2 separate regions of the Ovis aries genome follow, and region 1 is linked to region 2. The links are chromatin contacts, called in public Hi-C maps. All regions are on one chromosome and are shown on one strand. Each heading gives the region's core, a stretch centred on a gene start, on an enhancer-like site or on the middle of the called end of the contact. The rest is flanking DNA. Distances are from core to core; before and after follow the strand shown.

Region 1 (6,336 bases), core at 2,121-4,620, 170 kb before region 2:
GTGACTTATTGGTACTAAGTGGCACAGGCTCCGAACTACGTATACCTCGCGTATGTGAATTCTGTCAAGCAGTTTTCCCACCATCCATTACATCCAGGGGGGATTTCCTCCGGCATCTTAATTCACACTTTAATGGGGAGACTTAAGATGCATTTGAAAACAGACATGTCAAGTTCTACGTGATGATTTTGGGTTTGTAATATTATATATTAATACTTGATTGCAAACTTAGCTCAAGATCATTTACTGAAAAATCCAGTCACTGCTATTTGAATTTCTAAACTTAATATTGTAACTGTCTTTTATTGCCTTTTAAAAGATTGTTTTGTACAAAGCTATAATTCATTGTATTCATGTTTACAGTGTTTATTATATATGGGATTATGCAATTGTGTAACAATAATTTATGTTTTTTCAAATGTCTAAGCTTATTGCTTGGGTTTCTAGTTAGAACTATTGAATGTGGTGAAGTCAGATGTTTATAGGGTTTTTAAAATTTGTTTTCATTTTAAAATTTAGATTATTTATGCATTGGGTGTTCTTTTTGAATAAACCTATAATAGAGAATAGCAGACAAGATAAATATCTGAGTAAATACCAAACTTAAGACATTTGTTGCTCAGTGATAAAAATCACTGTTGGGATTATTTAAAACCTTTAGTGTTTTTTTTTTTTCTTTAATAAAAGACATAGGTTTAATTTTTTCTGTATGTATAGCTACATGATGAAGTTAGTTAAATATTAAGAGTTACTTATGTTGTGATAGTTAATGTGTTCTTTGTTCCTGAATAAAAAAATAAATCACATTTGGGGGAAATTCATAAAATTCATGTTTCTTTCCAGTAATCTGAAAGAAGGGTAATACCAGATCTGGTGACATTTTATTACAACTAATAGATCACTTTGAAATTTAAAATTATTTTTCAGGGTAAACTTTCTAAAGGAACACATTTGTCTTTAATGGGAGCAAATCTAAAACCTTGTAAGGATTATTCATATTTACTAATTTACATTAGAAATATCCACATTCTTGTTGAGAAATTGTTAATTCATTGTTAGCAGCCTGATTGATGGCCAGTGAAGGATATTAAAGAGAGGGGATACCAAATTCAGAAGACTGCAGAATTCTGTTTAAAATGAGACTTCCCTATGATTCTTGTCATTTAGGTTTCTCTTCCCTCCCCCACCCCACTCTCAATTTTTTTTAATGTTTGAGGCATGGCTTCTCTTTTATGAAGTAAACACTGATTTGCAACTCTCAAAACAGAAATTTAGGCCTTCTTGGGAGCAAGTGTTTTAGAAAGCTGGAGAGAGGGTTTCTGATAAGGGGTTGGGGCAGTTTGTTCATATTTCACCTGTGCCACGGTGAAGGGCCTTAGCTTGTGGAAGAATGAGAGTGGTGCCTCGACTTCTTAGGGTGCCAAGCACATCACATTGACATCTTCCTCACCAAGGTGACAGTGATTATTAGGCATTCACTGTGAAGGGTTCTGAGGCATGTACATCTTTCTTTCATTGCCACTGGAGCTGAATGGAAATGCCTAGACAATTATCCAAGTCTCTTCCCTTCCCCCCTACCTCCCGCCCACCCAACCTCCCCTCTCACTCCTCCCACACACACGCAAAATTAAAAAAAAAAACTTCCCAACGTATTCCAGCCAGAATATACTACTGCATCTATCTAGTGAAAGGGGATTCTTTTTCCTTCTCTTTTCCTAGGTGAGCAAGTGTTCCTCTCTCACAGTTGACATCTACTAGCCTATTGACAATGGAAGGAGATTATGGCCCAGAAAGGGACTCAGTGTATCACTGACTCCTCCGGTCCACCCTTTTCCCACCTTCATCACTGCTAGAAAGCGGGGAGCTCTTGTTTTCTGCTAGGTTCCAGTGCTACCCCAAGCTCCAACTTGTAAGGGCCAGAGGCCCTCCCGGGCCAAGGGACAGGCCGCCTGGAAACCCAGGCTCCAAGCCCGCACTGCAGAGGTGGCGCTGTCTGCAGCCTGATAAGTGGAGCGGGCACCCACCGGGTTTCCTCTCTTAATCCTGAGTCGTGTAGGGGCTGCCTCTTGGCATCTGCTACGCGTGGCCGGGTAAGAACAGCTCCCAGGTAAAAAAGCTTCACACGCGAAACGCTGAGTCTGAAAAAACCACCCCCGCCGAGGCGAGGCAGTTGTGAGCGGGATGCCTGAGAAGTGGGAGGTGAATGTCCTCGGGAGGGCCCCCGTCCCCCACCTCACCAGCCCCCCCCCCCCCCCAACCCGTGCAGCTTTCCCTGGAGGCTGAGGCTGCTGCCAGCGGGGACATCTGCTTTCTTACACTCCAGCCTGGCTCACCCCGCCCCCTCAGCCCCGGGTTGCGTGGTTATTTTACCAACACCGGGGGAGGGAGAGTTCGAGGAGGTAGAAAAAGGGTGGATCGAAGCTCGGGAGATGTTCTTCCCCCTCCCCACGCCCCCTCCTTTTTTCTTCACATCTTTTAACCTTCAAGGTAAAGACTTTATAAATATGAAACGATCAGCGTGTCCTGGCTCCCAGGCCCGCCTTCTGCTCGCGGGGCTCTCGGGTGCGGGGCCTTGCCCTCCTCTCCAGCCTCCCCGGAGGTGGCCCGGGTTTCGGCGGCCTTGCCGCGCGCAGGGGCCGGCCGGGTGCGCTCAGCCTGTGGCGACTTTTCTCCCGGGCTGCTGCCTCGACAGCTGCTTGTAGCTACAGTAATTAGACTGTCAGTGCTTGTTAAGAGGAGAGAGGGGGAAACACGCTTCTGACAGCAGATTCCGAGACTCCCCAGTTTGTTAATTTCTAAGAGATCTTTAAAGCATTAATTGAGGTCTCCCCAACTCTCCCCTCCCGTCCCTCTCCCCAACTCCTCCCTTCCCAAAAATATCTTTAGGGAAAGAGAATTCTCTCCGCGTGGAAGCAGTGTTTTCCGCAAAACTGCCAGCCCGCCCCCGACTCACGCACACGCACACTATTTTACATATACATCTATATGCACACATGTATACGCAGAAGGTTAACTCGGCACAGGCCTCGTCCAAATAGGAACCAGGATTGCATTTAAAATAATAATAATAAATAAGTAAATAAATAAACTAGGAAGGAAAGGGGGGAAGGGAAGCAGAAGTCGGGAAGAAAAGAGAAAAGCAGCAGGCTGATTACGAGGTGTCAAAACTGCCAGGAGCAAGAAGGTGATAGCAATCAGGGGTGAGAAGAGTGCGGCATTCGTGCGGGGCAACTAATTATCCGTCTCATTTGAGAAGAGCAGCATTTGAGGCAGCAGCGTTCGCCTGCTGAACGGTGACAGATTGGCGCGGAGGAGAGGGGAGGTGTTAAAACAATGGAGCCGGGCGCGCGAGCGCTGCTGCATGCTAATCAGCCCTCCCTCCGCCTGCCTGCCGCGCTCCCTCCTTCCTCCCAGCCTCCCTCCTCCGCGCTCCCCCTCCCGCCTGCGGCGCTCCCTCCTTTCCAGCGGGCCCGCCGCCGCCGCCACCCGCTTCCTGCTCCCTCGCTTTCCCGCGCGTCCTTCCCGCCGCTGGCGAGTGGAGCCCGGGCCGGGCCGCCGTGCCCCTACGCGGCCCAGGAGCCTCCACGCTGTTCCCCGCGGGCGCCCTCCCGGGCCCGGGCCGCACGCGAGCGCTGCCCTGCGCGGGGCTCCGAGGGCCGGCCCGCTCCCCGCGCGCCACTTCGGGAGAGTGGGTCTCGGAGGAGAGGCCGGGGAACCTGCCTTCTGCGGTGGACAGCGAGTGGGAAAGACAAGCGAAGTCAAGTAGGGCGAGGGGCAGCCTGGGCTGGGAAAACAGTCGGGGCCAGGAAGGCGGAAAAGTTTCCCCGGACCGACGGCAGGCCCCTCGACGCGGCCCTGGAGCCGCCCCCAACCCCTGAGCAGAGTCTCCCCCGGGTAGAGTCTCCCCCGCGGTCGACCTCCCCTCGCCAGCCCGGCCAGAACTAAACGGACATGGTTGAATATGCACCTCTGCGAGGAAAGCAAATAAAGGGCCTGAGCGTTAGTTGTGCTGCCTAAGGCTTGACCTCCTGACCCCAAGGCCCGGCTTAGGGGCCTCCGGACCCCTAGAGATACACTATTCCATTGTTGCCGGGGAAAGAACGCCTTTAAGAAACCGTCCCCCGCCCTCCGCCGCAGTGACCAGAGGCCGGAGGGGTCCGGGCCATCTCTCAGCACAGCTCCCCGCCGGCGCTCTGGCCTCGGGGAAGCTGGTCGAAACCGCAGGGCCGTGCCTGCCCCTGGACGGAGACCACCGGAACCTTTCTGATGGAAAAGGTCGCCTTAGACCTGTTGAGGCTGGCCTGGGACCTGAGTTTCTTCCTACTTTTTAAATTTAAAAGCCCATTGTTGAGCTTTAAGCTTTTGCCCAAAATACACTTTTATTCGTACGTTTTTGCTATTACAGATTTACATAAACTACCCTTAGAGATTGAAACACATTGAAACACTGACGTTCTTAAGTAGGTTAAGCGAAACGCAGCTACGGAGAACTGACAGGTATTTAGATTTGAAGGAGAATGCAATTCCTTTCTAACGAGTTCTGTAACTACTTAGCTAACCAGGTGTCTAAATTAACATAAAATACTTTCTTCCCCCAGTCATAAATGGAAAAGGAAAACAGTTGAAAGATAATCCATACAGTATAATTTTTGTTCTGCTGAACTTTACCACTGCATAACTTTACACACACAATTGTTTGTTTAAAAAATCAACATAAAATGTGAAAGTTTGAAAAAATTGTCATATATATATATACATGAGCGTTTATAGTATTCTCTCTACCCTTCTCTATTTGTAATGTTTCATTTAAAAAGTACAACACAAAAAATAAAATGACCTGAGTAAATTTTGATATTATTGATCTTCATCCCTGATCTAGTCCTATGAAAAACTACACGAACACACAGAATGAATAATTTTTCCTTTTAGAATGTGCCCAGGCATACCAATACAATAGCTGAAAGCAGAATTGTTAGAATCTATCCAAATTATACAGAATGTTTAAAAGTTTTAAAATTGAGATTTCTTAAAAGACTCATATAAAGAATTGTGTGTAGATAAATGTTAATGCTTTTTTGTTTCCACTCTGAAAACCACTAAGCAGGCCTCTCTGCCCTTAGTACATCACGGACTTTTTAGTCCTACAGTATTATCTGGCATTTAGAAAATTCCCTGGCATCTGAATCTGTTAAAATAGCAACCTATCTAACAGAGAAAAAAAATAATAACCTTACATTTCTTAATGTAAACTTGGAAATTCAGATGCTCCATCAGTATCAAAATTAAGCAGTTTATTAACTATTCATCAGCCTTTTCTTCATTAACTAGCTCTGTGTAAGCCAAGAGTCTCTCTCTGATGCAGTAAACCTTTAGAGTTAAAATATTTAGTTCAATTCTATGTTGTGTTATGTATTTCTAATACATAATCAAATTCTTTACTAACAACTTGGTTATTGTGGATTTACTGTAATTTCTTCTCAGTCTATATACTTTGCAAGTTTGCATGATTGTTTTAATGGTGTATTTGCAGATAAGTTTTTATTTGCACATAAGGACAAAAAGGTGAAGTGAAATTTGGTCCCAATGGAAACCTGTTAGGTTCCCTGAACATATGGCTCATTGGGCTGTTACTTCCTTTTTGAGATCATTTTCCAAGATTTTTTAATATATACATCAACTTGACACCAGTTATAAAGAAAATATATTGACTTTGTAGATGCCTCCACCTGGGGAACATCTCTCAAAAACAAACCATGCAGTCAGGTGCACCTTTAAATGTACAGGTGTCCAGTCTCAAGAACAGGGCATCATTTGAAATTAGTCAGAACCGACAGTTGATTTTACACTGTCTTTGAAATTAGGTAGTTCTTTGGATTCTTAGAATGCCACATGACTTGATTAATACAATTAGGGGTGACTACTTAAAACTACTTTTTTACAGAAAGCTGTGCATTTGGAATCTACAGTATTACAATGATTTCTCTCAGTAAATACAAGTGATGCAAGTCTCATTTATTGAAAGTGTGTGGTGCCAGCTTAAGGGGAAAATCACAGCACTTTGAAAAAGATGTAAATGTTCAACTGGTAAAAAAGGGGGGAAAACCGTGCTAAAACATGTGCCTATTTCCATTATGCTTAATTTACTATTCAAAACAAGTTTTTCCTAATAAGCTCTATTGTTTCTTTCTGTTTTGTAAAATTTAATATGTGTGAGACAAAAACCAGATTCAGAATGTGAATGAAGTCTGGTTAGCGAAAGCTTGTTGGAGCTTTCAGTTCAAGGAGGGCCTCAGATTAAAAGACATATCACATTATGACACTGATAATATATAAGGG
Region 2 (6,980 bases), core at 453-2,952:
GGCGGCTCCCCCTCGTGATCGCCCGGGTGCTGGGGAGCCTACTCTCGGGCCGCTTAGAGACCTTAGACAATGGAGCCGAGCAAGGCGGCTGGCCTAGGGCCGAGCACCGAGCGCGGGGGTGGCTTCTCCCGCCGCCGGCTCCCGCGGTGCCCCGCCTGGAGCCGGCCCGCCAGCCAGCTCGCGGGACCGAGCCGAGCTCCGGCGCTGCGCTCCTCCTGGTTTCCGCGCGGCTCGGCCGTCCCAGGAAAGCCACAGGAGGGCGGGCTGGCTGGTGCCCGCCACGCGAAGCAGTTTTGGGCGGTGAACCCTCTGCTGCTCTTGGCTCTCTGGTTCGGGCGGAGACTGAGTTGCTCCGTGGAACCAGTACCATGAGATCTCTTCTTACACCTCGGGGTTGCTTTGGGCCTCGTGCTATCTATTTGTGCCAACATCCTTTTAAACTGGTTCTTTTCTCTATCCCTCTTTAAATTCTTTCTCATTTTAAAATTATTGGCATGGATTCTTTTTCTCCCCTCCAGATTATATAAACATTACACACACACACACACACACACACACACACACACACACACGAGTCTTCCATAAAGATCACTGCGTTGACACCACTTCCACTCTGTCTCCCCAGATCAGCGCTTCTAGCGAACCCATTTGCGCGAGGACTCGGCTCTTTCTTTTCCTGGCGAGGCTTTTGAACCTGTCGCCAAGGCCGTACCTCGGAGAGAAGGAAGTGCAGTGGGACGTGAGGGATGCATGGCGCCTGCCCCCAGTTAGATGCTCTTCAGATAATCTGCGACCAAGCTCGCTGATTAAATATTTAGGAAAGACCTCGTAAACATCACTGCAAATACATTAAGGCACTTCAACCCGACAGCTTATGATTATTTCAAAACTTAAAAAGGAGATCATTGATTGTCACTGTTTCTGTGCTCAACCAAGAAACCGAATCTTCCCGAGGTGGGTGGATGGGGTGGCTGAATTGCTTTTCTCCCCCACGACTCCCCCTTCCCGCTCACTTTCATGGCTGTGGCGCTCAGTAGCAGTGATTTATTTATTTCTGTATGGAGTTAAAAGGGTGTGCGTTGGTGGGGGTGTTCGTTGAGGACACGCAGGACCTGATCACAAAGGACTGGCTCAGGTGTCTTGTGCTTCTGTATTAACTGGAAAAGACAGACTCTGGAACTTTTACAGGGCGAGAAGAGGCCACCGGCTCGCGCTTTGTATACTTTGCACTTGAAATCGTTACATTCAACTGAATATTTGGCTCATTCAGATCCGAAAAGTCTCCTAGCATCGTCGAATTCCCTCCTCCGCCCCTCAGCTCCAAAGGAGGGGGAGGGGGAAGGTAGGAAATGTTTAGTAAATTGCACATCTTTGAATCTTCCTAAAGCAGTGGTCACAAAGCTTAAAGGTGACACAACAGCGCTCACGTAAAACCAACACACATTCCCCACCCCCCTAAACCAACAATAAAATCATCCCCTTCAATTTGCCATGATCGCTGCGACCAGGAGCCAGGTGATTATCCTAATTAATGTCTATCTAATTAAATTACTGTCAGCAGTTAACCAATGGCAGGAGCCGTTTCATCGGCTGCACAAGCAGCAAGATCAAAAGTGAGCCTTTTCTGATTGCTGCATAGTGTCAATTGGCCAATCTCTTCTCCCAGGGGAAAAAAAAAAGTAAATCAAACCTTTGAGAAGCATTTGCTGGTTGAAGTGCTTTCTGTCTAGTGAGGGGGTCTGTGGATTTCTAGTTTATGATAAATAGGACTTTAAAAACCAGGGACAGGAGGGCGAGTGTTCAGGTTCTAGAGCTATGCAGCTGGAGCACTGCCTTTCTCCTTCTATCATGCTCTCCAAGAAATTTCTCAATGTGAGCAGCAGCTACCCACATTCAGGCGGATCTGAGCTTGTCTTGCACGATCATCCCATTATCTCGACCACTGACAACCTGGAGAGAAGTTCACCTTTGAAAAAAATTACCAGGGGGATGACGAATCAGTCAGATACAGACAATTTTCCTGACTCCAAGGACTCACCAGGGGACGTCCAGAGAAGTAAACTCTCTCCTGTCTTGGACGGGGTCTCTGAGCTTCGTCACAGTTTCGATGGCTCTGCTGCAGATCGCTACCTCCTCTCTCAGTCCAGCCAGCCACAGTCTGCGGCCACTGCTCCCAGTGCCATGTTCCCGTACCCCGGCCAGCACGGACCGGCTCACCCCGCCTTCTCCATCGGCAGCCCCAGCCGCTACATGGCCCACCACCCGGTCATCACCAACGGAGCCTACAACAGCCTCCTGTCCAACTCCTCACCGCAGGGCTACCCCACCGCCGGCTACCCCTACCCGCAGCAGTACGGCCACTCCTACCAAGGAGCCCCGTTCTACCAGTTCTCCTCCACACAGCCCGGGCTGGTGCCTGGCAAAGCGCAGGTGTACCTGTGCAACAGGCCCCTTTGGCTGAAATTTCACCGGCACCAAACGGAGATGATCATCACCAAACAGGGAAGGTAATGCTACATTCTTGGCTGCCGCTGCTCCAGGCGCGGCCGGGGGGCATGTGTACCCGGGCTGTGACCGCCGCGGCAGCGAGGATTTGGGGTCGGGAGCGGAGTGGAAGGCGCTCCGGCGCGTCCTAGAGTTGGCTGGTGTTGGAAAAACGGAAAGTGGAAGGTATAACCACTGCGGTGATGTCGGGGAGCGGGGCGGGGGGGGTGGGGGTTCCCGCTCTAGAAAGGTGGTCGGAGAGCCAGTCAGTGGCCGGAGAAAGGAGAGAGAGAGAGGGGGAGAGTCCTGGCCTGTGGCCGGAAGATGGGAGGGAGGCATCAATGCCCGATACACCGACAGGTGGAGATTCGGGTCGCCAACCTCGCTTTCTACCTGGGCAGTGATACCTGCCGACTTCCCATTCCAGTTCATCCGCCGATCTCCCAGACTTCAGTCCCTCTTCTTTTTCTCCCCCACCACCCTATTTCCAATCCAGCAAACGTTCGCTCATCGATGCTGAGAAAATAAGTTTTGCTTTGCTATCTGGCGCCGCGCTTCTTGCATTTAATCTTTAACATTTATGTTTTTTTTTTTTTTTCCCCTTGTTGTCTCCCCCCTCCCTAATTTAAATAGGCGCATGTTTCCTTTTTTAAGTTTTAACATTTCTGGTCTCGATCCCACGGCTCATTACAATATTTTTGTGGATGTGATTTTGGCGGATCCCAATCACTGGAGGTTTCAAGGAGGCAAATGGGTTCCTTGCGGCAAAGCGGACACCAATGTGCAAGGCAAGTCCTTCCAATTAACACGTCTTCCTGACACTTATTTAGGTGAGAATGATTAATTAAAGCCTTTGTGGACTGGCTCGAGCGACTTTTAAAACGATCGGCCAATGACTTCTAAAAGGAAACTAGGAGGATAGGGGGAGAGACTCAGCGACGAGAAGGGGGAGGATTATGCAAAAGCTATTTTAATCATTCCCAGTTAATAGGAAGAAAGCGCGGCCTTAAAAAAGCCCCAGCTAACGGGCCTTACAGTGGAATAAGGGGTGTGTGTCTGTGTGTGTGTGTGTCTGTCCTACGTGGTGAGGAGTTGGGACTGGGCAGTGCCGCGGGCACATGTAAACAACTTGTCTCTTTCTCTAGGAAATCGGGTCTATATGCACCCGGATTCCCCCAACACGGGGGCTCACTGGATGCGTCAAGAAATCTCTTTTGGAAAATTAAAACTTACAAACAACAAAGGAGCGTCAAACAACAATGGGCAGGTCAGTGGCTCAAGCGCTCATTTCTCTCTCTCACACACACACACTCACTTATACACACTCGTTCCTGCCTAAGATCCAGTTCATCACTTTAACATGAGGAACGACACATGTGTCTTTGCTTCATTAAAAAGACTTTTTAAAAATTCTATTTCCGTCCTCCCAAATTATATTAAGCTACAAAGTTGTTCTTGTCCCCCCTGCCCCCCTCCCTCGCCCAATTATCGAGTTCCCAACCTTCACAAGTACAAATATTTGGTTGATTTTGAGAAGGAAACGCGCAGAATCTGCAGGTTGTGAAAATCTTTGTTGCTCCTTAAAGGAGATCTGGGAGAAGGGCCCTGAGAATTGGGCGGTCGGGTTCGGTTTTCCTCTGGTGCTCGGGCGTTGCGTGCTCCGGCGAAACGGGGGCAGGTCTGCTTCCGCCAGCCAGTCACCAGCTGGGCGAGGCCCGCGGTCAGTTTCCCGGGGCGGCGGGCTCCTGGCAGACTCCACACGGCCCGCGGCTCACAGCCCCGTGCGGGCAGACCGCACTAACGTGCCGCCGGGCGCTTCCCTTTCTTCCCGCCGGACAGATGGTGGTTTTGCAGTCCTTGCACAAGTACCAGCCCCGCCTGCATGTAGTGGAAGTGAACGAGGACGGCACAGAGGACACCAGCCAGCCCGGGCGCGTGCAGACGTTCACTTTTCCCGAGACTCAGTTCATCGCCGTCACTGCCTACCAGAACACCGATGTAAGGAGGCCTGGGGGCTGGGCGCGCGGCGGGCGGCGCAGGCTTCCCGCGGCCCGCGGCGGTACCGGGGGCCATCCCCGGCTCGGGCACCAACAGCCGCCACAGCTGGCTCTGCTGTACCTTTTAAGAGTAGGGCTAGGGGCCTGCTGGGCACCTTCCCTGTATACCTAACCGGTCGGAAAACTCTGCTTATTCGTCTCCGACGCGGGTCACCGGGCCACCTTCAAGGTGACCAGGATTTCTAGAGCCTCTTGGGAATTTTGATTTAATTTTCAAACATCAGTTTCTGGGTGATCGAAAGAAATGCACATTCATGATTTTAAAACTAAAATAAATCAAATTACTGGGGACTATGGAGTGAGCTTCCTAGCACTCATTTGCAAGTTTGCAAAAACTTTTTTTTACTACTGTTGATTTGACTACTAGAAGTGAGAGTGTTTCTTTTAAAACAGGAAAATATAATAAATGAAAGATATGCATTTTTCAGTCAAAACTGATTTCAAGATGCAACTTGTGGGTTCTTCAAGTTGTGTATTAGAAGCAACTAACAAATATGATAAAGCATTTAAGATAGGCAACATTTTTTAGGAATGAATTCAAGTGCCCCTTAAAAATTTTTGCCTGAGTAAGTGTATTTACATAACAAGCATTTTTTTAAATGAGAATTTTGAACCAGTTTAGGACACATGGGAGAGCTAATGGAAAGCTATACTTTAGTTTTAGTCACCATTAATTTAAACATAACTTTCATCATACTTTTTTCACCTTTCCACCCATTCCCTCAAAAATTTCAGTTAGGGAAACCTTGCTATTTAGTGAAATTGTAGGCCTTTAGCCCCTGTCAAAAGTGGCAGATGACATATTCTTAAACACCCAATCTGCTTTGTATAAAAAATAAAATTATATTAATCTTTTTTTCTCTTTTTCCAGATTACACAACTGAAAATAGATCACAACCCTTTTGCTAAAGGATTTCGGGATAATTATGATACGTAAGTAGTTTTGTACCTTTCTTCTCAAATTTGTGGAATTGGGCTTTGGGTCAAAGGTAGACTGTTTTGTACAAGGTTTTTGGAAGCTAGAAAGTGTGAAGACAAAGTTGTTTTCGGGGTTTTCCCTTTCTTTTTTGACGGTCCTCTTCTCTAGGGCGACCTGGCTTGGTACTTCTGTGTTTTGGGTCAAAGGTTTCCTCCACCTATATTTAGCTTTCATATGAATTACAAAGTTGCTGGCGCGAACCCTGGGGCTGGCTGGCTGGCTGCGGAAGCTGCCCTGGTTCCCGGGTTCGGGAGTTGTGTGTGGTGCTGCAGATGCTCAGCTCAGATTGTCTGTGTCTGAAACCGCCGGATTCTGCTGAAAGTGCATGTGGCTCTGGCAGTTGTTACAGTCTCCTTGGCATATGTGACTTTTATTTACCCATTTCCAAGTTTTGTGTAATAGCTTTTCCTGTGCAAGTTTACCATGGACTGAATAGAAATGTGCACAGGCAAGTTCACGAGCACAGCTGATGGTGCAGTCATTTCAGGCTTTGGGAAGGACCCAGGTGCTGTTGCAGTGTATTATTTATGCTTTGAAAGAAAAATATTTCCTCTTTAATCATTTGTATCTAGGTGTGTTTTAATTAAATGTGCTGGTTTCCTTTTCTCCAGACCTCCCTTATCTATCTCGATTTCTTGCCTATCAAAATGCTGTCCTCTGGGGGCAACAGTAGGTGTAAACTGAACCTTTCCTGGGCTTGTTCTGGTGTTCTCTCAATCAGAGGCTCAGAGCCCAGGTACAGTGCTGAGGAGTTCACAAAGAGTTATAGGGCAAGATCTAAATCTGGACTCTGGGGATCCCTTCACTTTTCTCTGACCATAGAAGGAAAGGATACATTAATTTTAATTTCATGGCTTGCATTAAGTGCTGGGGCTAGAACTACAGAGTTGAAGCTATCTTTGATTAGGAATAGATTAAATTTGTGGAGAAGACAAGTGGCTCTCTCCAGGTAGATACCAAACTTCCCTCCTGATATTTTTATAACAAATTGAAGAGAATCATCAATAGTTATACACTGTAACTATAGTTATACACTATAACTATATAGTTATACACTAAAACTGTACAGTTATACACTGTAACTGTCAAGTGTATCCCTCAAAAGTGATCCAAAGGAAGCAAGCCTCATCAGTATGATTCCCCAGGAAAAAAAGAAAGAAAGAAAAACTTGGCTACTCTAGTCCTTCCTCACAATCTAAAAAGGTGGGCTCAGCACGGTGGAAAGCGTGTGGCCCAGGAGACCAGAGATACTGGTCTCTGTACTAGGGGGGTCTTGTAGATTTTGAGCTTTTAATTCTGCTGTGAACATCTGTTCCAAAGCATTTTATTTTGCACAAATCAATTCGGTAATCCCAAGTGGGTTGGAACCTGGATGGGCATATAAACTATATCTTTTGCAGATTGGTTTTTTTTTTTCTTTTCCTTTTAAATGTGGTGGTAAACAGAGAAGATATTTGCAC

The links. Hi-C and Micro-C count contacts between places; a contact is called where the count stands out from the background.
Region 1: a contact with region 2 is called in a Hi-C map of liver, with 2.5 times the contacts expected there. The contact joins the enhancer-like site here to the promoter of TBR1 in region 2. A contact is called at or near these places in 3 of 16 Hi-C or Micro-C datasets (liver and tail adipose tissue).

The regions. Positions count from the first base shown.
Region 1 is chr2:148,536,640-148,542,975 of ARS-UI_Ramb_v3.0, reverse strand. It overlaps TANK (TRAF family member associated NFKB activator), which reads left to right. Exons shown (of 8, transcript XM_012135846.4): 8 at 1-826. The coding sequence ends at 146. Among named protein-coding and RNA genes, the nearest start is that of TRNAL-CAA, 38 kb to the right of the region's middle. Within about 2 kb of position 3,370, at least 21 of the 54 cell types and tissues checked have an H3K27ac peak or open chromatin away from gene starts, as enhancers often do. A contact at or near this core is called in liver, where this site is marked.
Region 2 is chr2:148,367,568-148,374,547 of ARS-UI_Ramb_v3.0, reverse strand. TBR1 (T-box brain transcription factor 1) reads left to right here and starts at 1,702. Exons shown (of 6, transcript XM_027964904.3): 1 at 1,702-2,507; 2 at 3,118-3,272; 3 at 3,630-3,751; 4 at 4,324-4,482; 5 at 5,413-5,474. The coding sequence starts at 1,816.